2 separate regions of the Bos taurus genome follow, and region 2 is linked to region 1. Evidence: chromatin contacts called from public Hi-C data. All regions are on one chromosome and are shown on one strand. Each heading gives the region's core, a stretch centred on a gene start, on an enhancer-like site or on the middle of the called end of the contact. The rest is flanking DNA. Distances are from core to core; before and after follow the strand shown.

Evidence for each region. A called contact is a pair of places that touch in the nucleus more often than the background predicts.
Region 2: a Hi-C map of skeletal muscle shows a contact between it and region 1, with 5 times the contacts expected there. The contact joins two enhancer-like sites. A contact is called at or near these places in 2 of 11 Hi-C or Micro-C datasets (liver and skeletal muscle).

What each region holds. Positions count from the first base shown.
Region 1 is chr14:12,279,724-12,285,288 of ARS-UCD2.0, reverse strand. No RefSeq gene overlaps it. Among named protein-coding and RNA genes, the nearest start is that of TRNAG-CCC, 240 kb to the left of the region's middle. Within about 2 kb of position 3,533, at least 47 of the 102 cell types and tissues checked have an H3K27ac peak or open chromatin away from gene starts, as enhancers often do. A contact at or near this core is called in liver and skeletal muscle, where this site is marked.
Region 2 is chr14:12,363,148-12,368,756 of ARS-UCD2.0, reverse strand. No RefSeq gene overlaps it. Among named protein-coding and RNA genes, the nearest start is that of TRNAG-CCC, 150 kb to the left of the region's middle. Within about 2 kb of position 4,341, at least 31 of the 102 cell types and tissues checked have an H3K27ac peak or open chromatin away from gene starts, as enhancers often do. A contact at or near this core is called in liver and skeletal muscle, where this site is marked.

The DNA.
Region 1 (5,565 bases), core at 2,284-4,783:
GACTTACTTCACTCTGTAAAAGAGGCTCTAGGTTCATACACTTCACTACAACAGACTCAAATGTGTTCCTTTTATGGCCGAGTAGTATTCCACTGTAGATATGTACCGTGTCTTTTTTATCCATTCATCTGCTGCTGGTCATCTGGAGAGCTTCCATGTCCCGTGTACTGTAAGTATTGCTTCAGTGAACATTGTGGTACATGTGTCTTTTCTTTTTTTTTTTAAATTTTATTTAATTTAACTTTACAATATTGTATTGGTTTTGCCGTATATCAAAATGAATCTGCCACAGGTATACACGTGTTCCCCATCCTGAACCCTCCTCCCTTCTCCCTCCCCATACCATCCCTCTGGGTTGTCCCAGTGCACCAGCCCCAAGCATCCAGTATCGTGCATCGAACCTGAACTGGTGACTCGTTTCATACATGATATTATACATATTTCAATGCCATTCTCCCAAATCATCCCACCCTCTCCCTCTCCCACAGAGTCCAAAAGACTGTTCTATACATCAGTGTCTCTTTTGCTGTCTCGTATACAGGGTTATTGTTACCATTTTTCTAAATTCCATATATATGCATTAGCATATGTGTCTTTTAGAATTGTGTTTTTCTCAGGGTATATGCCCAGTAGTGGGCTTGCTGGGAGCTCTTTAACATGGTTAATATCTAAATGGTGATATTAGTGTTAATGTACCTTTTGGGTACACAGTTTTGGAGAAGGTTATTAACTGGGCTCCATCCAAATAGTCTGAGGGTTGTTGAGGGTGTGACAAAGGCTCCATGGGGTTGGAGAGTTCCCCACTCACCTCCCTCAGGACGTTTAGTGTGGAATCTGATTCTAAGTAGTTTCCTAATTGCTGTACATTGACATACTTCAGTTGTCTGTATTCTTGTTGACCATCTATTTATTCATTCGCTTATTAATCAAAATGTTTTGAGGTGGTTTGATTTGCCAGGCACTGTGCTATGTGCTGTATTGATATGGACACAAAAGAGGAAGCCATTGGTTGTCCTTAGAGCTGCAGCAGGAACAGACTTTCAACAGAGGGAATACTTGAGAAAGGTTTCAAAGTAGGAATAGGAGTTTGCCTCCCCACCCCAAAAAAAGGTAGGGGAAGAACATTTCATGAGGGGAAGCACCATTAATCAATGTTGGAAATACAGGATGAGAAGGTAAGATTTTGGGTGATGAAAGAAAGTCGTAGCCTGGACTGATTGACTCAAGTTGTTCCTTATGGACAAAATCACAAATATTGATTAGAGAAAGATTTCCTTTTGTTCTATCTAATTGACTTCCAATGGGCCACTGATTTACTCAAGAAAGATTTACTCAGCAACTACTACATTCTTTGCATTGCGGTGGTGCTAGGAATATGATGTTGACCACTTCCTTTTGGCCACTTCCCCAACGGCTCAGTAAATAGTATTAAAGTTTAACTTGGCAGTGATCACCCTTTTCTTTCGCCCATGACAAAGCATCTTTCTATTTAAGGGGCATCTACTGTGAGAATGGCATGAGTTTTTATGTTCTGGACAATGTAAGGGAGAATTTCAAACAGTTTTATTGCCTTTTCAAACTACAAATTTAGATGTCAGTGTAACTCATTGTTATATCTATTGACAGTACATCGATATGATCAAACCTGATCTTGTGATAGACAACTTATAAATACCTTAATAAAGTTTATAACCATGCCTCTGAATGCCATCACTTTTTTCAGCACCACCCCCCTCCACTTTTTTTCCCCCGCTAGGGAGAAATGACTTGGTTACACAATGAGTTTTATAGAGTGGCAGGAGAAACACAGTGGCTGGTGCCCAGGCTGGTGCATTCTGATGCCTCCACAAATAAAACACCCACGTCACACAGTCAGTCCAGAACCAAAACAACAGTGGGATCTGTCCTGAGGTCAGCGTTATTGCAATCCAGCTTCCTAACCCCTCCTACCTCCACCGCCTCCTCCCCACTCCAGAGGTTAAAGGACAACTAGCTCAGTTCTTGACATCCTGCCTTTGGTCTCTCTTAGCTTGGTTGCCTCAGAGAAGGAAATGGGAACCCACTCCAGTGTTCTTGCCTGGAGAATCCCAAGGACGGCGGAGATGTCTATGGGGCTGCCATCTATAGGGTCGCACAGAGTCGGACACGACTGATGTGACTTAGCAGCAGCAGCAGCAGCATCTTGGTTGCCTGGTGTCTTCCCACCTGTCAGTCTTCCAAGAAGAGATGCTTCGCCTCCTTTAAAAAATCTTCTTTGAACAGCCCTTTCACTTGCTACTCCAAGTGTCTCTTTGGTTGACAAAACCACAAACCCAGATGGGTAATTAAGGATTGAGGGCATCAGTGGTTTGGGATTTCTTTCAGCTAATTGCTGTCCTATGTGAAAGATTGCGTCAGCTGTGACAGCTGGCCTGAATAATCATCCCTCTTTAGCAGTAAGTTTTCACCTTCTGTGTAGTGGGGGACTTTCAAGGCTGTTTTGACTGGTGATAAATCTGAAAAGGTATTATAGATATACCTCACTGGGTTGTTGTGAAAATTAAATAGGAGACAGCCATCAAGTTTTTGCCATCTGCCTCTTTACAGTAAGCATTTGATTTCAGTTAGGTATTTTTGTCTTCTAGAATCTGTGCATCCTGGACCCTCACACCCTGCACTCAACTCCGCTACTCTGTGTTGCTGATGGCACGAGGCCTGTGATGGCTTCCTTTTCTCTGTACTGGTTTTAGAGGTAGAAAGGAGGATGCTGGGATGTGGATATAGTTATTCAGAAGGCTCTGCCAAGCATTAGTTCTTTGCTGGCTGGGACAATGAGCTCTGGAACACGCTGCAAGGTCTAAATGGAATTTTGTTTTGGGTACAACGAGTTATGTTCTCATTTATACCAGAGTAACAAGGATTGCTACCTTGACTATCTAAACTGAGGTGGGAGGGGTGCATGGGCTGGGAGCAGAATGGGGAATTAGATATTCTTACATGTTGCTCTTTGGAGAAGGAAATGGCAACCCACTCCAGTGTTCTTGCTTGGAGAATCCCAGGGACAGGGGAGCCTGGTGGGCTGCCTTCTATGGGGTCGCACAGAGTTGGATACGACTGAAGCGACTTAGCAACAGCAGCAGCAGCAGCATATGTTGCTCTTAGAGTTCTTTGGAAATAAATAATTGTAGCGGGATTTCTTTTTTCTTTTTTTTTCCGGGCTCATATGGCCAAGTACAAACCCAGAGAAGGAGGAAGTTAGTTCATATTCTTGCTTTCTTCTAAGGGCAAACAGATCCACTGACCTGTTCCCAAGGGCTCGTTTTCCATCTCTGCTGGGCTCATCAAAGTGGACGGTGAGTCTACAAAGGCCGACGGGGAGAAATGCTGCTGAGAGCTTACCTTTCGGGTCCCTGCCTTTTTCTATGGAACGTGACCTGGGCTCTGCATCTGGTCCCCTGACCAGTGTGTTTGTAGCGGAGGCGGCCTGCTGGGCCATACAGGGGAGCTGCAGGGGGTGTCCAAGTTCACATGTCCCGCATTCCAGGCGAATGTTTTTGACATTGAGCAATAGCATAGCTCTGCCAGGTTTGGGTCTGTCGGATTGGAATGTAACCTAGAAGGAAAGTCCCGGAGTGATTCAAATGTTCACCTCCCGGCAACCTTTTTTTTTTTTTTTAAATTACTTTTAATTCTCCAATGACAAACTCAACCCAGCAGTCTCACTGGCCCGCAGCACTTGTTGGTGCTGATAAGTCCAGCTTCCCAAGAGATAGGAATGCAAATCCGAATATTTTGTTGAGTCATGTGTACTCTGCGGCTCTTTCCCAAACATTGCGTCAGACCCATCACTGGCAGCTCCCAGGACTCTGCTGGATGACATTGGAGGTCCAGGAAAAGCTCTGTTCATTTCTCGAAAAAATAAAAGGCCTCTCACTCTCTCCATCTAATGGGTTGTAACATCCTGTTCTTAAGAAAGCCGAACCCCTGGAGGGAGCAGAGGCGCAACTGGTTTTGTAGATAAGTTTGAAAAATAGGGCTCTTGGCTTTTCCCACCCACTCCTGTCTCTTAGCAACAGGACAGCTGATGGTATCCACCCAGGGGGGAAAAAAAAAAAACAAAACACAGAACATGTGGGGGAGCCTGTCTGCATTCTTGACTGCAGTCTGATTTATTTAAACCTTCCTGCATTCTTGGGTGTGGAGACCCAGGAGTCACGTCATGAAAGCATTCCCCTGCCCTTCTTGTGACCCTGCAAATGAGCGGATAGAGGACAATCTCAGAAGGAGATGGACATTCTTCCAAGGCAAGAATCGGCTTTATCTGGGGGCGGGCACTTCCTCTGATTTGGGGGAGTTGCCGTTTGAAAACTTGAGCACATTCATAGAGGGAGGTAGCCTGGGGTGTGGCTTTGGAGACAGCCCTGGACTGGTGGGATGGGAGTCCAGTGCCCTCAGCTCTTTCTACCTTGGGACCCCTGGCAGGAAAGCTCTGATGCTCTCCCTGTTGGCTTTCTCAACTGCAGAGTAAGGGCATTGAATGGACATTCTCTCAGGTAACTTCTAGCACTGAATCTATCATTTGAGTGTACACATGTGTGAGTGCACATTTATATAAACCTTCTGTTGTATCACGCACCCATCTGACTTTCTCTTTCTCTTGAGCTTTAGTGTTATTAAGTGTTAAGTGATAGAGCAAGAATGTGAGGCCAGGTCAAGCCAAGCCTGAAACCCATGTTTTCAATCACAGCCCTATACTTAGGTTATGCAGCCAGAGGTGCCATGCGGTTGGTATGTTATGTAATATCTTGTGACCTTTTTGTCTATATCTCTGAATCCATGGGAACAGAACTGGGATGTTGCAGAGGATTAGGCTTTCATGGTCAGAGGGATCTGGGTTCAGATTCCTGCTCCATCTCTTAATAGTTTTGTGGCCTTGGGATTCTTGACTCTGTGACACAAGAGTAACAAATCCTGTGTGACCAGGTTGCTCTGAGGATCAGGTAAAATAATGTCTTTAGAACACCTGGCCCAGTGCTTACTACATGGAAAGTGCTCAGTGAAAAGGGGATTGAGGTTGAAATATTGATTGATTATAGGTTTCTTGATGGTAGGAACTTAACTTTAATTATTATATAACCCCAGTATATTTTGTGGCACACAAGAGACAAATTATGTTTGCTGAGCCAAAGAGATCTCTCTCTCTCTCTTTATCACACACACACACACACACACACCCACCCAAAAATGATGAATTTTATGACTTCATGTTGCTGGAACTTTTTGGTAGGGCTCTGCATTTTAGAGCACTAAATCATAGCTAAGATAACCAATATGATTTAGTTGCAGTTGGCTGTTTATCACACAACTTGAATGTTCTTCAATCATTTTCAAATATGAGCAGTTGCTTTTCAAAGTACTTTTTAAAAAGCCGGATATTGTCAGGGTGTCTCTCTGTCTTTCTGTCTCTCTCTTGTTCTCTGTGTCTCCTTCTTTTCTACTGAGCTCTTCCTAGGTAGCAGGCACTGTGCCAGTTGTTTTCCATTCATTATTTCCACTTTACTTGTAACGACTCTGCCAAATAGGTTT
Region 2 (5,609 bases), core at 3,092-5,591, 83 kb before region 1:
TCCCTGTTCATCACCAACTCCTGGAGCATACTCAAACTCATGTCTATCCAGTCGGTGATGCTATCCAATCATCTCATCCTCTGTCATCCCCTTCTCCTCCTGCCCTCAATCTTTCCTAGCATCAGGGTCTTTTCAAATGAGTCAGCTCTTTGCATCAGGTGGCCAAAGTATTGGAGTTTCAGCTTCAGCATCAGTCCTTCTAATGAATATTCAGGACTGATCTCCTTTAGGATGGACTGGTTGGATCCCCTTGCAGTCCAAGGGATTCTAAAGAGTTTTCTCCAACACCACAGTTCTAAAACATCAATTCTTCTGCACTCAGCTTTCTTTATAGTCCAACTCTCACATTCATACATGGCTACTGGAAAAACCGTAGCTTTGACTAGACGGACTTTTGTTGTCAAAGTAATGTCTCTGCTTTTTAATACGCTGTCTAGGTTTGTCATAACTTTTGTTCCAAGGAGCAAGTGTCTTTTAATTTCATGGCCGCAGTCACCATCTACAGTGATTTTGGAGCCCCCAAAATAAAGTCTGTCACTGCTTACACTGTTCCCCATCTATTTGCCGTGAATGATGGGACCAGATGCCATGATCTTAGTTTTCTGAATGTTGTGTTTTAAGCCAACTTTTTCATTCTCCTCTTTCACTTTTATCAAGAGGATCTTTAGTTCTTCGCTTTCTGCCATAAGACTGGTATCATCTACGTATCTGAGGTTATTGATATTTCTCCCGGCAATCTTGATTCCAGCTTGTGCTTCATCCAGCCCAGCATTTCTCATGACATATTCTGCGTATAAATTAAATAAGCAGGGTGACAATATACAGCCTTGACGTACTCCTTCCCTGATTTGGAACCAGTCTATTTTTCCATGTCCAATTCTAACTGTTGCTTCTTGACCTGCAAACAGATTTCTCAGACCTACATACTTCTTCCTGCATATGTCTCTTAACCTGCATGCATCCTTCTTCCTCAAGAAATGTTAATTAAACTCCCTCAACAAAATGAATTAGATTCTATTTGCCAGAGAACATTCTGAGTAAATAGAGTAGAAGCCATTGACAGGTCAAGCTCTTGCCTCATACCTGGCTAGCCCCTTGAGAAGCTTGGGGTTCCTAAGAGTGGAGAGTGGGGAGGGACCCCATTTTGGCAGCATAGTGGTATCCTGTCTCATTGTGGATCTGGTGAAAGTTGAGGGGCTCAGAGGGGGCCCCAAATAAGCACAGTGCCCCAGCTCACTGCACAGATGGGGCAATGAGTGGCGTGATGGGTGCAGCTGTGTCCTTGGCTGGCAGTCGACCTTCACTGCAACAGCCACAGAAGGATCATAGCCATGATGGAGAAAGACACTGGGGCGGAAATGCTTGAGGACCTGCTCTGTCCACTAAGAACACTAAGAGACTTCTCCCAAACAATTGGGTGTTTTCTCCACATCTACTCTTGCTAACTTTTATTTTTTTCCCATTGTCCTCAGAGATGTTCTGTATGATTTTAGTCCTTCAAAATGTATCGAGACTTATTTTATGGCTCAGCATATGGTTGACCTGAAGGAATGTTGCCCATGCACTTGAAGGCATACCCTCCGGGTTTGGGGTGGGGGTGTTCCCTGGATGGTAGGGAACATCCTGTGTTCCCGGCTCTTGTGCAAGGTCCGGTTGTCTGACTGATGGACAAATGTCATCACACTGCGTGCTCTCAGGGGAGGGGAATGAGGGACCGACTGTCCATGTGGGTGAGAGAACATGGCCAGCCCCTGACCCCAGGAGGCAGACCTTATGCCAACTCGTCATCCACATAGCCCAAGTGAGAAAAAAAGGCCATGATTCTAAATAGACCTCTGAGGCCAAGAGAAAAGATCTTAGAGATTTGCTGGAGGGAAGGGAAATATCCCCGTGGACTTGAGGAGAGCTTGCTCTTCCTGCCTGCTCTCTTGTGCATTCAGCAAACACTTATCAGAGACTTGCTCTTCCTAGTTGCAGTGCAGTGATGCCTAGCAGGGCAAGGGGCATCATGGGAAAAGGCTGTACATATCAGAATAGAGTCATTCTTGCTTTGTTTGTCTCTCCTCTTAGTTACGCACATCCACAGGCAAAGCAGGAGGGTTTCCATCAGGAAGCTGAAAGGTGGGGCAACATACTGCTATCTGGAAACCTATGAGAAACCTTCAGGGAATTATGTCTTGAAGCACAAGGGACTCATGCATTCCTAAGGACTGGTCCTTCCAGGTTCAGAGAGTTTTGGAATTTTTTCTTTTCTTTTTTTTTTTTTTTGGTGCCTTGGACCCTTTTGGGAGAAGGCAATGGCATCCCACTCCAGTACTCTTGCCTGGAAAATCCCATGGACAGAAGAGCCTGGTAGGCTGCAGTCCATGGGGTCGATAAGAGTCAGACATGACTGAGTGACTTCACTTTCACTTTTCACTTGCACGCGTTGGAGAAGGAAATGGCAACCCACTCCAGTGTTCTTGCCTGGAGAATCCCAGGGACGGGGGAGCCTGGTGGGCTGCCATCTATGGGGTCGCACAGAGTCGGACACGACTGAAGTGACTTAGCAGGGGCAGCAGCAGGACCCTTTTGACTTTTCAGAATAATGCTTTCAAAATGCATATTAAAATGCATATTATAGAACACTCAGGATTACAAAGGAAAGCAATTACGTTGAAACACAGTTCTATGCGTGGACCTCCGTGTCCCTCCCCGGGAGAGGGGGCCCAGCTTTTAGGAAAGGGTGGCAGGATTCTTGGTTGACAAGAAACATAGTGCCTCCCCAGGTTGGTAACTCTATGTTTATGGAACTGATTACCTCTGAGGCAGGCAGGATGGGAGGTTTTGCTTTCAAATAGGTTTGGGGAATACTGGAGTGGGTAGCTGTTCCCTTCTCCAGGGGATCTTCCCAACTCAGGGATCGAACCCAGGTCTCCTGCATTCCAGGCAGAGCCACCAGGGAAGTCCAAGAATACTGGAGTGGGTAGCCTATCCCTTCTCTAGTGGATCTTCCCGACCCAGGAATCGAACCAGGGTTTCTTGCATTGCAGGTGGATTCTTTGCTGACTGAGCTATCAGGGAGGCCTTACAGAAGACTGTCTTCACCTGCCTTTGGTGAGTTCAATGTTTCTATTTCTTTGCACTCCAGACTGAGTGTCTTAACTTCTAGAAATAAGCCAGATTGCCTCAGCTGAGTTTTCTACCTATTACATTTCCTTGGTTGTTCCCTGAATGGAGGGAGGGTAATGAACTGGCAAGAGAATGAATGGGTGAGGTTGAAGGCTGACTGTGCTGGGATGGAGGAAGGCCTGGGGCTGGGTGATCAGAGAATATGTTTTTGGGATAGACTTTGTTGTCACCTGATGCAACTCTAGGTGGGTGTGCACTAAAAAGAGAGTGTAGCCCAGGAGAGTGGAGTGACTCTTTATTATTTATTTTATTTCATTTTGGAGGGGGGGGCGGTGACTCCTGATGGGAGCTGAAGAGAAGCCTGAGGTTCAGAGAAGACCCATGCTGTAGTCGGGTAGGTGGCAGAGGCTGTGTGCCTCATGAGAACCAGATGCCAGTTAGGAAGGAACTATTGGCAGCCATTTTGCTTATATCCCTCATTCCCACCACTACTCTAGAACCCAGGAATCTGCATTAATTAACAGACACTGAACATACTTAATCCAAGGTCAACCAGCTCCAGCGAGAAGCGGTAGAGCTAAGATCAGATTCCACACAGTCCCAGAATCTGAGATCTTTGTTTCCATGACCCCGTGCCCAGCTGCCCCTCTTTAGCACAGAGGCCATGGGTGTACCTCCTGGGATCAGGTTGCCTGGGGTCAAATTCCAGCTCCACTGTGGAATAGCTCAAGGATCCATGGCAAACTCTTGACCCTCATCTGTAAAATGGGATGATTTTAGTACTTTCTTTATGGACTTTTCTTTTTATACTTTTTTTTTTTTTTTTTGCCATGCTGAGCTGCATATGGGGTTTTAATTCCCTGACCAAAGGTTAACCCCTGCCCCCCTGCTGTAGAAGTGCAGAGTCCTAACCACTAGACTGCCAGGGAAGTCCCAAGGACTTCTCTTGATGATCTAAGAGATAGTGCATGTACAGCTTCTGAGACCTCCCAAGTCTGTCATGCACATGTTCCATAAATGCTGGCATGTGATTATTACCAGCCCAGCAGGACAGGGAAGCTGTTAGCGGGCCCCTGGGGTGTGACTCGTCCTCTGTTTACTCCTCTGACTGTCCTAACTGGCAGGCGTTCGTGAACTTGTTTTTTTGGTACGAAGGTTGCCCTGGTGTTCTGGAGTGACCCGGCAGGGCTGAGATGATTATACAACTCTACGTGCCAGGCCAAGTTCAGCACTCGCCTTGGCAGCCTGCTAAGCCAGTGCCGCTTGGATAGAGCCACTACCGTTCAGCCTGCTCGCTCACTCTGGAAAGCTTGACCTTTGCTCAGAATCGCCTTCCAACCCCCACGTCATCCAGCAGGCTCGTTCACCCGCTCCTCCCCTGCACGCACGCACGTGGCCTTTTTCCCATCCAGGGAGATAACAGGGACTCCAGTGTCCCCCAGACTCAGATTCTTCCTTCATCTCTTTTTCTCTTCTACTGAATGTCCCCTGGGGTGTGTCTCATACACTAGAGGAGTATCATAAAGATGTGAAAAGGTTTTGAAGAACAAAGGTTGTAGCATCCAACAGCCTGGGTCTAATCCTAGCTGTGGACTCAGCACGGCACAGAGCGACTGCTTATACTTGAGATTTTTTTGTGGCATATTGTGTAATATTACATACATATATATATATATATAAAATAACTTCTCATCAGGTTATAAAGATTAAATAGTTAAATAGGATAGCCTGTGAAAACATATTGCCAGCACTCAATGCTAACCATTATTTGTTATTCGTTGTTCGGTCACTCTTGTGTGATTCTTTGTGACCCCATGAATGGCAGCCCACCAGGCTTCCCTGTCCTTAACTATCTCCAGAGTTTGCTCAAACTCATATATATTGAGTCGGTGATGCCATCCAGCCATCTCATCCTCTGTAGCCCCCTTCTCCTGTTGCCTTCAATCTTTCCCAGCATCAGGGTCTTTTCCAATTAGTCGGCTCTTTGTATCAGGTGGCCAAAGTATTGGAGCTTCAGCATCAGTCTTTCTGGTGAATATTCAGGGCTGATTTCCTTGTGGTTTGATCTCCAAATGTGACCATTATTCACAGTCATAGAGAAAACTTGGGATGTATCTTCAATCAAGACTTTGTGACCTCAGGGTCTCAGTTTCACAACCTCAAGCAGGACTGCTCATGGCCACCCTGGTGTGAGTATCAGGATATAAAAGGGGTGAAGAAGCTGGGCCTTCCCAGGGTCAAGAATTGGACAGAGCTCTGTTCCTCTCTGTGCACCAGGTGCCTGAGCTTAAACCTGGAAGAACCATCTACCTCCATTTTCACCCCTTCACCTGTTAAGGTAGGAAGTTGGGCTCAGCAAACCCTCCCAGCACCATGGGGGCTGCAAACTCTCTGGCTGAGAATGTCCAGCTGGTGGTCAGCCCCTCTCCTGTGTGGAATTTTCTCCCCTACCCCCTTTCAACACCCACTTCTAGCACCTTCTGAAACCAGTCATACTC